Linked DNA regions of Triticum aestivum: region 1 is linked to region 2. The links are chromatin contacts, called in public Hi-C maps. All regions are on one chromosome and are shown on one strand. Each heading gives the region's core, a stretch centred on a gene start, on an enhancer-like site or on the middle of the called end of the contact. The rest is flanking DNA. Distances are from core to core; before and after follow the strand shown.

Evidence for each region. A called contact is a pair of places that touch in the nucleus more often than the background predicts.
Region 1: a contact with region 2 is called in a Hi-C map of leaf, with 9 times the contacts expected there. The contact joins the promoter of LOC123060666 here to the promoter of LOC123060663 in region 2. A contact is called at or near these places in 2 of 5 Hi-C or Micro-C datasets (leaf and an unstated tissue).

Annotation. Positions count from the first base shown.
Region 1 is chr3A:130,931,937-130,939,086 of IWGSC CS RefSeq v2.1, reverse strand. LOC123060666 (signaling peptide TAXIMIN 1) reads right to left here and starts at 5,854. Exons shown (of 2, transcript XM_044483471.1): 1 at 5,261-5,854; 2 at 4,734-5,173. The coding sequence starts at 5,394. The coding sequence ends at 5,050. It overlaps LOC123060665, which reads right to left. Exons shown (of 8, transcript XM_044483470.1): 8 at 6,174-6,550.
Region 2 is chr3A:130,713,576-130,720,670 of IWGSC CS RefSeq v2.1, reverse strand. It overlaps LOC123060663 (aarF domain-containing protein kinase 1), which reads left to right and starts at 1,464. Exons shown (of 16, transcript XM_044483464.1): 1 at 1,464-1,844; 2 at 1,924-1,993; 3 at 2,696-2,836; 4 at 2,933-3,003; 5 at 3,754-3,847; 6 at 4,833-4,904; 7 at 5,816-5,882; 8 at 6,322-6,407. The coding sequence starts at 1,597.

The DNA of each region.
Region 1 (7,150 bases), core at 4,605-7,104, 210 kb before region 2:
ATTGTAAAAGTTTATTAATCCTAGAAGAAAATTACTACTACGCATGCTCCTAGGGGGGTAGATTGGTAGGAAAAGACCATCGCTCGTCCTCAACTGCCACTCATAAGGAAGACAATCAAAAATAAATCATGCTCCAACTTCATCGCATAACGAGACCATATGTGCATGCTTCGGGAATCACAAACCTTAACACAAATATTATTACTAAACCACAATTACTCACTAGCATGAATCTAATATCACCATCTTTATATCTCACAACAAATACAAGGATTAAACTTGTCATATATTCAAGGATCTTCATGAAAGTTTTTATTATATCCCTCTTGAATACATTATCATATTAGGACTAAATTCATAACCTAAGCAAATTGCCATACTATTTTCAAGACTAACAAAATAATATAAATGAATCATTAGAGTTCATCAATTTCTTCAAAATAAAACCACTGATGTGCTCTAAAAAGATATAATTGAAGCACTAGAGCAACTAACTAGCTCAAAAGATATAAGTGAAGCACATAGAGTATTCTAATAAATTCACGATTAATGTGTGTCCCTCTAAAAAGGTGTGTACAGTAAGGATGATTGTGGAAAACTAAAAAGAAAAGACCCATATAATACAAGACACTCCAAGCAAAACACATATCATCTGGTGAATAAAAATATAGCCTCAAGTAATTTACCAATGTATTGAAGACAAAAGAGGGGATGCCATCCGAGGCATCCCCAAACTTAGATGCTTGGTTGTCCTTGAATATTACCTTGGGGTGCCTTGGTCATCCCCAAGCTTAGTCTCTTGCCACTCCTTATTCCGTAGTCCATCGAAACTTCACCCAACACTTGAAAACTGCACAACACAAAACTCAACAGAAAACTCGTGAGATCCGTTAGTGAAACAAAGCAAATAACCACTTTTAGGTACTGTTGTAAACTCATTCCAATTTTGTATTTTCATTATATATATACCGTATTGTAACTTCTCCATGGTTCATACCCCCCGATACTACCCATAGATTCATCAAAATAAGCAAACAACGCAATGAAAACAGAATATGTCAAAAACAGAACAGTCTGTAGTAATCTGGACTTTGACCAAATTTATGTAACTCCAAAAATTCGGAAAAAACAGAACAACATGGGAAATTTTTATATCAATAAAGTGGAAACATTTCAAGAATTTATCATGTTCCAGCAGATCGGATCAATTTTGTTATTGGGCGCAAAAGTTTCTGTTTTCTCACATAATCAAATCAACTATCTTCCAAACCATCCCAAAGGTGTTACTTGGCACATACACTAATTTAAAACACTAAAACACAATCATAACAGATGTGTAATTTCATATTTATTGAAAAATAGAAGCAAAAACATAAAATAAAATTGGGTTGCCTCCCAACAAGCGCTATTGTTTTACGCCCCTAGCTAGGCATATTGCATAGATCTAGGTATTGTCATCTTTGGTATTCAATCCATAAGTGGCCCTCATAATAGACTCATATGGAAACTTAATTTTCTTTCTTGGAAAGTGTTTCGTGCCCTTCCTTAATGAAAATTGAAATATAATGTTTCCTTCTTTCATATGAATATTGCACCAATCGTTCTAAGGAAAGGTCTACCAAGAATAATAGGGCATGTAGGATTGCAATCTATATCAAGCACAATAAAATCTACGGGCACATAATTCCTATTTGCAAAAATAAGAACAACATTAATTCTTCACATGGGTTTCTTAATAGTGGAATCCGTTAAATGCAAATTTAAGGAACAACCATCAAGTTTATGAAAACCTAGCACATCACATAAAGTTTTTAGAATAGTGGAAACACTAGCACCCAAATCAAATAAAGCATTACACTCTTAATCTTAATAGTAGGTTCCCATTCATCATAAATCTTTCTAGGGATTAAAACTTCCAACTCAAGTTTTTCTTCAAACGATTTTATCATACCATCAACAATATGTTCAGTAAAAGTCTTATTTTGTTTACAAGCATGAGGTGAATTAATCATAGATTATAACAAGGAAATACACACAAGAAAAAGAGCAATTATCATAATTAAATTCCTTAAAATCCAAAATAGTGGGCCCATCAGTAGTTAAAGTTTTGACCTCGCTAATCCCACTTTTATCTTTTTTTCATTAAGATCTTCACCCTCCAAATTATTGGGATGCCTTCTAGCTAAAGTTGACTCATCTTCAGTCCCTTATTTATCAAGTTTTATATAAAAACAAAGATTAAATAGGAGTCACACCATGCACTTTAAGATCTTCATCATGATTATCGCAAAAACTAGAAGAACATACTTTTTCTAGCCATTCTCTCTTAGCACGCATCCTAGCGGTTCTCTCCCTACTTTCATTAATAGGAATTTGGATAGCTTTCACAGACTCATTAATATCAAGCTTGGGTGGCATAGATCTAATCTTAAAAGAATCAATCTCATAAGAAATTATGTCAACGTTTCTAGCCAAATCATCAATCTTGAGCAATTTTTCTTCTACCACAGCATTGAAAATCTTTTGGGAGTTAATAAAATCTTTAATATTATTCTCAAGAGATATCTTATTATAATTAAGAATTGTTGTAGGAATTGTCATAATTATTAGAGAATTACTAGGAAACGGCCTAGGATTATAATTTCCTCTATACGTGTTATTACCAAAATTGATCCTACCAACAAAATTCACATCCATAGATTCATTATTATTATTAATCAAAGTAGACAAAGGCATATCATTAGTATCAATAGGAGCACTCTTGCTAGCTATCAATTTCATAAGTTCATCCATCTTTTCACTCAAAGTACTTATTTCTTTAATAGCATGCACTTTTTTACTAGTAGAAGATCTTTCGGTATGCCATTGAGAGTAATTTGCCATAATATTATCTAGGAGTTTAGTATCTTCTCCTAATGTGATTTCCATAAAAATACCACCCGCGGCAAAATAATACCCATACCCTACCCATCGGGCATAAATCCATGCCCATGCCCATGCCCATACCCTATGGGTACCCATCGGGCATATTAATATATACATCAATGATGGGTATATTGGTGCCTCTGAGAGGTTTATATGGTTGTTGAAATGATGATTGTGAGGAGGATGGGGGCGGGGTATTGTTGGGGGTGTGAGCATAAAATGGAGGCGGCCTATGACATAGATGTCAAGTTCTTTAGAACTTATATGCAAAGACTCGGTAGCATAGGTTTATGATTCATATTAACCACCTATATGATCATTTCGTTGGATTTGGGTGTACCCATGGGCGCATAATTGTACCCATGCCTTATCCATGACTAATCGGATGCCATGTCATTTTTTAGAGTAAGAAGGATGGCGGGGTACTTGACCATGGATGATGAGTTGTTGTGCGATTTGCGGTTGGCCGTTTCCACGGATTTCGTAAGCAGGAGCAGAGGAGTGACATTCTACCAACAAGTGCATGAATCGTTTCACGCACGAAATCACGTTGTGCCTTATGACATGCACATCATCCATGACAACATTGTGAGGGTGCGTTAGTGCATCAGCTTCTCCCATAAAGTGGAGACAAAGTGGGGGGTGCGCGAGTCCGGCAGCACCAACGTTGGACTCTGACACCCCAGGCCCACTGAATCCGCCTTCCCGCTCTCATTTTCTTCCACTTTGTCAGTTCTCCCCCTTGTTTTGCATCTGCAACCTCCACCTCCACCTCGGCAATTGTACCTCTTTGGCCGCCACACTGGCATTCCCGGACGTTTGCAACCAGCACCGACGCGCCCGCTTGCCTTTTACGAGAACTCTGTCCACCCTCTGCTCCAGCACCAACATCGTTACCAAGTTTTGTCACGTAGTTGTTCAGCTAGAGGCAGTGGTGGAGCCAGCAACAGGCAACAGGGGCCTTGGCCTGGGGTGTAGCTGCCAATTCCTTAGTTGACTGTTCATAAAATACCTACTACTATTGATCACTGTAGATATTGTAGCTCCGAAGGTGGCCTGGGGCGTGCCTCTGTCCTGGCTCCGCCACTGGTAGAGGCAAGGTGGCCATTGCACGCGGCAGAGGAGCAGATCATAAGTTTTGCTTCTTCTTCCTCAACTTGTTGATTGATTGAATCATTCATTCACTCAATGTTGCTCTACACATTGTGTAGCCCGTCCGTACGTGCTGCCATGATGTACCACATGACAGAGGAACGTCCATTTATGTGCACATACCGTTGGATGAAGTTAAAGGGACAGTATGTGTGGGACAACAAGATCCGCCGAAAAATTGGATGAAGCTAAAGGGACAGTATGTATGGGACAACAAGATCTGCCGAAGAACTTGTTGAACGTCAAACTTATTTGCATGCTATGTATGGATGATAGTGCTATTTTCTTTCTCAACATTGATGAATATTAGCTGGTTTGCATGAATTTCACCCGCTAAATTGAAACCCGGCTTTAAATGCATGCAGACAACGTTGGATGGCCGCCTCCCAATCCGTATCCACGGATTGAGGAGATTTGCAGGTCGGCGGTGGAGTTGCCCTAAGATCTTGTACAATGCTAAGTGTTTAAGAAGGTGTTTAGAAAAATAAACTGAATTTTTCTGAAACACCATGGTCTATTTTCATAGGAGAGACGCTTGATTAAGCGTCTACAATAAGCACCCGTGCTTAAAGAAATACTGATTTATTTTTCTAAGCATCTTCCCTAACAGACTTGCATTGTATACAAGCCTAATCAACAAGAGCACACGGTAGACATCGTCCATAGCAATCGCTGACAAATAAGTGAATAACCAACAGCCGAAGAAACTGACGGAAACAGAACTACATGCAGTCGCTAACAGTCGCGAAAAGTAAAGTCACAATCACCAAACATCCGGAAGGGATCACAGAAACGATCGAACCAGAGGGGGAAACGAGCAGGAATCATCAGCCACGGTACGAATATACACCAATCAATCCGCGAACATATATGTTTCCAGGTGGGAAAAAACAACAAGAATCTGCGGGCATGTGCAGCGACGACTAAGCCATGAGCGAGGGGGCGAGCGAGCGGCCCCTGGTCACCGCGGAATCAGCAGGGTATCTTGGAGGTGAACCACGTCATGACGTGCAGCGGCGCCTTGACGAGCTCCACCGCCGCCTCCAGCAGCAGCGTCACGCACAGGCAGCACGGGCAGATGCACGAGATGGGCAGCCTGCTCGCACCAGCGGATCACGTCAGACCAACAGCCAGGTTGGTGGTGGCAAATTCGCAGAACGAGGAGGAGGAGGAGGAAACGTACCCGATGATCCAGATGATGGCGCCGACGATGGAGACGAGGACGGCGAGGAGCGCGAAGGGCAGGCCGAGCAGGAACCCGAGCGGCCGGCAGCCGTGGTCGTGGTCGCGGTCGCCGCCGCCGCAACAGCAGCACATCTTCCTCTGATCCTCTCTCCCTTTCCCTTTCCCTTTCCCCGGCGCGCGTGCGAGGCAGGCGGAGGGAGGCTGGTCAGATCGGCGCCGGCGGCTGTCACGCGTCGGAGTGGTTAGGCGTGGGAAACACAGTGCTGGTGGTCATATATCGAGGAGGAGAGGAGACGGGCCGGCTCTGCGGTCGCTTTCCGGCGCGGCGAGTTTGATTTATCCGCGTGCGGCAAGGCTGGCAATAATGCGCTGCGGTGGGCAGGCGGCAGCGAGGAAATCCGGCAAGGGCGATCCCGGGCCGTCGGTACGCAAACGAACGGCCGAGATGACGCGGGAAGCTGCCCGGAAGGACCCGTGGGCAGCTGCACCGGCCCGGACGAGATGTGTTGGTGCGACGTCAGTGTTTGACCGGTGCGGCGGTTCTGTTTTTGGGGATGCGTGACGCCGCCGGCGACCGGGGACGCGTGCCGGCGCGACACCGGGTCGGTTTAGTCTGGGGACATTGGACACGGTAGGCGGAGTTGGAAGTGGGCGGCGAACGATAGCCTGTGGCGGCCGCGCCACCGGCTCCCACGTGCCCGTTGGGAGCCTACAGCCGGCAGCCGGTACACACCGCTGGCCAGATCATTCCAACCCGATAATTCCACCTCCTTTCCAGAAAGAAACTCAACAAACTCAAAATGCTCGCTGACAACATCGGAACACTACAAAATGGCAGAGGAAAGCTCAGTGAGACAGAATTTCAGAACTGTGAAGCTTCAACTTTCAGGATGACAAGCGATCGGCCGATCGGATCAACACATTTTATATTCATTGATTTAAAAATAGCATCGTGGTCAACTGTGACACACGTCCGCCGATACATCACATAACGTGAAACGTTTGGCTTTCCCCTGAACTGTGACTGACATGAACTGGTTACCATATGTTGTCCATCGTTCTCCAGCTCTTGCAGCTCAGGCCAACAGCACCTCGCTCCCAGCAGCAAATTATGCCCCCAGCCGGTAAGAGACTTGACTTGATGACTTCTGTACAGGGCGCGGACTGTGCAAAACTGAGGCGTTTCTGCATCCGCTTTGCCTTGGGGCAGCAACTTGGCAAACGCCACTACAGCTAGCCTAAGCATTCATGAAAGTAGTAAATACGCAACTGAATCACCATGTTTGAGCTGGAGAAGAAAATTGGTGTTTAGCAGCAGAAATCTACGTAATTTGTTAAACTCTGTGCCGTGCCATCAACCCATTGGATGGAGAAACAGAAGTGTACGTGACAAGGAAACAACAAACCGGATTTGTGTTCATCCTGGTACCAGAAGCTTACTTTAAAGGGCAATATTGCTCGATCACGCAAGAGAATAGCGTCCAGGATTGACACTAACATGTGGCCTCAGGCCCCACATGCCATCCTTACATTGGATGGTATTCACCAATTTACACCACTGCAATGATATTGAGCCGATGCTTTCTATTTTTACCCCGAAAAAAATAGAGGGCTACCTACTGCAAATGCTTTCTTACTTTAGTTAACTGATCAAAGGGCACCAGAAGCGCGTCCCATTTGAGAATGAAGCCAACTACATGAGGCCTTGCGTGTTGTGGAATACACTTATACACATGCAGAAAAAAGAATGTTCAGGTCCTTTTTGTTCATGACATTTGAGCAGGTATATACTAGACTGTAAATTTATCAGGATGGCTATTCTGGCAAAGTGATGCAGGTGGGTCAATCAATACATCCATCCATTTCATTCAATTGGTGGTTCATTTCC
Region 2 (7,095 bases), core at 215-2,714:
CCCTTTTCCTGGATCCCTTTTCTTTTCTCCTAACCTCCCCCAGCTGCCATGGAAGTCTGACCCGGCGATCTCCTCCAGCGAGCCCCCCTCTTCTTCTCTGGTGAGCACCCCCGAAGCCGACCCCCGAGCCAGTGTCCTCCACTCGATTTCCCCGCTATCAACTGCATTTCCTATTTGCTCCGTGGTGCCCGGAGCTACAACGGGCATGGACGACGAAGTTGCGTCCATGGTCGGAGCTGCATCCAGGGCCGGCGAAGTTGCTTCCATGGTCGGAGCTGCATCCATGGCCGGCAACGCGCAATACTACGGTGTTGTGAGCCTGTGACAGGAGGCCGCTCCCCTGGCCGTGGATCTTTTGTTGTTGCTGGAAACAACATTTTTTTTGGCTACCACCGGGTTGATTTTTTGCTGGAACTAGTATCCATTCTTGTTACCATCGTTTTTCTGTTTTTGTTGGAACCAACACATTTCTGCTACCACTGTATTTGAGTTTTGCTGGAACCAGCGCTTAGTTTTGCTATAACCGGCTTTTCGAGTTTTGCTAGAACCAGCGACCACTCCCCGGCCATGGCCCAGCGATGCCCAAATGTGCTACGACCGGCGACCAATAGTGCGACAACCGGCAAGCAAATTTGCTACATCCATTTTTTATGACTTAGCTGCGACCCCCGGCGACGGTGACGAAGTTTTGCTGCATCCATCGTCCTTTTTGCTATGATCGACGTGAAGTTTTGCTGCAACCATTCATGAGTGATGACGACGCCCTGAGCTGCGATGGCGACAACATTTTTGTTGCATCCATCGTCGTCTTTTTCTATCACCGGCGTTGACGTTTGCTCTGACGTTGGCTCGTCATTGGAGGTGGAGCTGCAAACATTTTTTTGGAAGGTGGAGCTGCTGGACGGTGCTTCCTACAACAGCGATGATGACGGATCACGTACAACCACAACCTCCACTCTTTTTGCTGTGCTTCCATGTGCGTGGGAAGGAAAGCTTCGCTGGGAGAATCGTTTTCGCTGGGGGAAGAAGATAAGGCCTAAACGGTCTGGATCGGACCAAGCGGACGACGGCGAGCACGCCGGCGAGCACGCCGGCGAGCTGCGGCCGTCGCCACCGGAGCTGCAACCGCAAACCGCAGCTGTTGCATGCGTTGAGTCAGCCGCAAATACAGGCGACGGGTGTGGCGACCGGCAACCAGGACGACTGGTGACCATGGCGACCGGCAAGCGCGTGCGGCCAACGAGATGCGGAATCGAGCGACTAGATGCAGAATCCGTCATAGGGGCGTGCGTTGACTGAAACAGCAGCTGCATCGAACGGTTATCCATGCACCAATCGGATGGCTACGGGTATCACCTGCCTTTAATCTAGCTCTCAATCAAAGGTGTGCCATCTAATCAAATTAAAAGAAAGATGTGTCATCAGATCAAAGTCCGAGGAAAAATGTGTCGTATAATCAATTTGCTCTGTGGGATTTGAACCTACGACGTCAAATTTTGAAGACCCACGTTCTACCGAGTATATACACGGATGTGCCGATTCTGAGCTGCTCTGACCTCACCAGAGCAGCTTGGAATTGGATCCAAAACGCTCCGGATGCCCCTGACCTGGGTCTCCTCCTTTTCCAACGTCCTCGAATCCAAGCTACCCGCCCAAAGGGGCAAACCCATAATAACCCCCTACTGCACGCCCAAATGCTCCGCCGCCGCCGCGCCCCGCTCCTCCTCGCGGCCGCGGCGGGCGCGGCGCTGGCGGCCACGTCCACCGCCTCCCCTTCCACCGACGGCCTCGGCGCTCCCTCCACGCTCCACGGCGTCGCCCGCTCCTCCCGCGCCATTTACACGGTTTGCGAAATGCCACGTCTGCTCTGGAACTGACAGTGGCTGCCCATGCTCACTTTTGCCGATTGACTGGTTGCTTCAGATTGGCTTCGTGGTCCTGGACTACAAATACTCGCTGCGGGGGCTGGTTCCTGGGTCGGCAGATTACCGGGGTAAGCTCTCCGAGGTATGTATTCTGCACGGGATGGTGGTGTGCCGCTTGCGTGCAAGCTTGTTACAGCCTTACAGGCGAAGGGCATGTGCAATTTCGTTTGTTGGTTCTCGTGCTGTGATGTTCTTAGCAAAAGAAACTAAGAAAGTGATTCAGGATTGGCAAGTTTGCGCTAGATGGTACTGTAGGTTACAGCGGCCCGGCCAGAGATTTCTGGTTGTATTGTTCAGAACAGGACTCCGTTTCATTTTGATACGACATAATACTTTGGACTAGCAATTCGCCATATGAATGTTACTCTTGGTTGGGAGAGGGGGGTGACTTAAGATGGTTTTGTGGGCAAAGTATATGTTGCCGCTTAATTGTGCTAGATACCCGCATCTAATGAATTTGGATGCACTCCTTACCTATTTGAGACGACATCATGAGTGGCTATGGGTCATTTCAAATGTCATGGCCTATTTTCCCTTGGTTTTGGATGAGCTATCATGACATAATTTTAGTGTTCTCTTATGCAAACGTGTAATTACATCCAGTATTTTGCTAGATGTGTAGACCTCTTCCCTTTTTCACTCATTTTTTGGAAATCAATTTGCACAATATGATGCTCTGATGCCCTATATGAGTAGACCATGTATTCTAGAACTCGAGTTTTGTCAGATCAGAGTTACATGCTGTACTGTATTTTCCTTGCCTGTTGTAGGTTCACTTGAGGTCAGCAAAAAAGCTACTTAGACTATGTAAAGTGAACAGAGGATTTTATGTAAAAGCTGGTCAGTTTGTTTCATCACTAAGACAAGTACCAAAGGAGTACATATCTACTCTCTCCTGCCTGCAGGATCAGGTTTGCTATAACTTCTACCTACCCTGCTGTTGGTGTAAGGTCATATATATATACAGAAATATTCACTTTTACATTTTCATTTTTATAATAACTCAGGCAACTCCATGCAAATATCAAGATATCAAAATAGTGATTGAACAAAATTTTGGCAAGGATTTACATGACATGTAAGTATTGAAATTTCATGCTTTTTTAATCATCAGTGCTGTGATCATTGGAAAGTGCGTTGTAATCTGTTCTATTTCAGAAGAAAAAATGTTGTATTTGCTCACATTGTAATTCAGTCGTCTATTTAGAATGATTATGCAGGCTCAAGAACTTATATATGCATTATGCATAGCTGAAAACGCACTTGAGCGGAAAGGGTTTCACATCCTTTCAATGTAACATGGGATGACTAGTTGGCTACTCTGTTGTGGGTCTCTGTAATCAGGATAGAATGTGCTTGTATTTGCCACTGTGTGATTTGCTTCTTTTGAATCTGGCCATGCTGTGAGCTCTACAGTTCACTTACTATCTTTTGTCCAGCCTGTGTTAAGTGCTTGTTTCTAACTTGTGTACAATCATAATTTAGATGCTTAGACAGTGATGAGTTTGCCTAGTGTTAACATTAGTTTACTGTTAGCATCATCTTCGTGCCATTTGCATTATTTGATGACTACAAAATGCACTGAATTTATATAGTGCAGTCGGCCAATTTGGTCGTGTTCAAACTAGTGATGTTGATTTTAGCGAACCGTCCATACGGAGGATAAGCTTGTGTATTTGTATAATCTAGATATCCCCTGGGCTTACAATGATAACCGAGAGCTTGCGTCAGTTTTACTAGCTCTAGCTCATGTTTGACTGACATGTTCTGTTTATTTGTCACTTAATCTTTTACAAAAAATGTTTAAATATTAATATGTGAGTACCAGATTCCTGGAATTTGATGAACATCCGATCGCTGCTGCATCAATTGCTCAGGTTCATCGAGGTCGGTTGAATAATAATCAGGAAGTAGCTGTAAAGGTTAGATTACTGTTAACACTGCACCTCTTTCCTGTTCTTTTTTTTGTTTGTTTGAAATGTGTAGTTTATTTTAGGTCCTAAAATTGGTGTATTTTCCTTCCAAAAGAAGTTCAGTGTAATGCCCTGTCGTCCACATGAAATAACATTTATGTAAATAGGTGAAGTATGTCCAGAAAGACATCATCACACTGTAATTCTCATGGTTCCAATAGTAAATAAGTAGAGACATAGCATTTGGGCAAGATATCCACCATCCAGAGTTCTAGCTTGTGCATGAACCTGCCACGTTTTTGTCCGCCAGTAGGATTTCTTTCTTGGTGAGGCATCTACCATATTTAGGCGTGTGGACCTGTACGAAACTCTGAACATCAAATTGCTGCGAGGACAGCTAAATAATTAATAGCTTCTCACTTTTATCAGGTAGTTGCAGTTTTCATATTGTAGTCATTTATCCAACGTTTATATAAGCTTAAATTCACGTCTTCACATTTCTCACATTTAAAAGTGTAACAAAGGTGGTCAGATGGGTCAACTCAAGGCTATAATTGTTACATAAGGTCATAATCTCTAACCTTACCCCTGTGAAACTTTTATGAGCTGATTTTTAAAGGAAGTAGCTAAGGGCCATCCAACGGTATAAACATGAATATTTGTTAGTTGTCACAGTTCTTTTCGAGTCAAAAGATAAGTGTGGTATGCTGGGTTCTTGGCAAAAAAAGGAGTTTTTATGTTGTTGTTTTAGTAAGGCAGCAAGTATAACAACATAACCTAGTTTTGTAATGGAATAACAAAATATGCTGAATTAAATATTTGTCCTCCGTTTGTTAGACATATCCTGCTATTACCATATGCCATTTTTAGTTGATTTCAAACTTGCCCTGTAGCAGCTGTAAAGCCTGCATTGACCTGAAAAGTTATCCTTGTTGATTCCACGTGTATCAGTATGTTTGAGGAATTTCATCCTAATTTTGACATTTAGGTTCAGTATCCTGGGTTGGAGCGGCGAATGAAGCTAGACATAATGACTATGTCTCTCTTGTCAAAATATGTCTCTTTGGTATGTAACGCATATGTCTCTCTTGTCAAAATATGTCTCTTTGGTATGTAACGCATATCAACTTTGGGCTTTCAGTTTATTATGGCAAAGATAATATTTCCTACTTGCTGCCCAAAATATTTGACTGGCTTAGTTTATTCACTTCGTTTGTACCTAATAATGTTAAAAAGGCTTTGGGCTCTGCCGCTGGATACATTTCATCCAGAATATTAATTCAACTACTGGGTTTGTTAACGATCATGATTGTTGTTAAAAAGCAACTTTACTTGAAGTACTGCTCCGTGCAGCAAAATTTGTGTAGTGGAAAAGAGACTAACATAGTTGAAGTCCTTGATTTTCGCTGACTAGCTTTATGCTAGTACTCCCTCTGTAAATAAATGTAAGACATTTTGGCAGTTTAAATTAAACTGCCAAAACATCTTACATTTGTTTACAGAGGGAGTACTTCATTAAATGTTTCAGAGGGTAGTTGCCACAATTGGACAACATAAAAGCTCATTGATGAAAAAAGACATGTGCAGCTGCATGTTTTAGGCTTGACTTGTTCCGCTGCATGTTTTAAGGAGGGATGTATGGGTCAGTTTCTTTTGTGGCATCATTGATGAAAAAAAGAAGTCAAACATATCCTTCAATCTAAAGCAAGTCATTGCTTTTACCTTGTAGCATGCCGTTAGTATGCATTAGGCAGCAGTGAACAGTTGGTGGTTCGCCATAACTGGACAACTTAATAAGGAAAGGGTTGAATGACTCTTGTCGGTGCTACATTATGATCGGATTTAATTTTATCATGCTTGTCTGTTTTGTCATGTATTTAAATTAAATCTTGAGTTAGAACAATGTGTTCGAACTTCCTTGAAATACTTTATTAGTGTCTCATTTGTGAAGTCTAAATTGAGCTTTTCTTTTGGCAGATCTTTCCTGATTATAGGTTTGAGAAAATATTACTTGAATTTGAGAGAACCATGTCAATGGAACTGGGTAAGTGGTTGAACATTTGTCCTCTCTCGCAGTTCTGTGGAGGCATTATTCTAGAACCATCAAATATTGCATTCATTAAAGATGGCTACTGTTGTCTATCCATCAGTTCTCGACTCCTCATTGAATCAAAAGAACAATAGTCTAGTGTATCCATAAGTGGGCCTACACACATCAAAAGGAAAATTTCATGGTATGTAACATCAGTTAAAAAGGAAATATTCATGGTATATAACATATGAGTTACCTAGGTTAACTGCATTGCAAGTTATCCTTCCAATTCTTTAACTGCGGCGTGATAGTTTAAAAGTTGGAACGTTAAGATGCATCCTATTCCTCATCCCCCACGAAGTTCCTTGTACTGTTCACATGCATCTAGCTTTGGCTCATCTGGGACTTTGGACCTTACAGAAATTATACCACGTGCATTGATGCTTTGCAGATTTTACCCAAGAAGCTAAGAATTCCGAGAGAACTGCAAGATGCTTCAGGAAAAATGATGTTGTCAAAATACCTCATGTGTTTTGGGTATTAAGCATCCAACTGTGATCCTTACTGTTTAACTGTTTTATTACATCAACTATAAGCCGAGGAACAAAAAACAAACCTTATGCAAGTAGACTGTAGTCTGTTCTTGACACAAAGCCCAGCCAGTGTTACTTAAGCTGGTAGCCCCTCTCTAGAAAGTGTTGCACATCAAGGTTTCAGTGTGAAACCTAACACAACTAAAATGCTTGTGCGCTCATATGGTAGTTTGGTTACTCCAGCACGATAAGCATAGATATTGAATGTTTTGTTAATGCCAATGTGATGTGTTGACCCCCGCACTATCAGCCTATTACTAAAGCATGATCTGGCCTGCCGAGCTCTTTTTTAGTGCATGGATGAGGCCAACAAACTTGCATTGTTATAAAAAATACTTCCATTTGCAAGGGCAAGTTCTAGGGTAAGTGGTATCAGATTCTCTTGTGCATATGGTGCGAAAGATGGTCCTGAAAAACAAAAAAAGATTGAATAGCATGGACAGAATCTAATCTAATTTTCAATTGCATACACTTCGAGCAACAAAATGGACGAATTCGGTTGAAAAGAAAATAAATGATAAAAATTGAAATAATGCTAATTTCACCGAACTTGTTTCCCCTAACATGAGTCGAGTTTCAGTTGAACTTTACAAGATGCTTGATTATATCATGACCGGTGACCACTACTAATT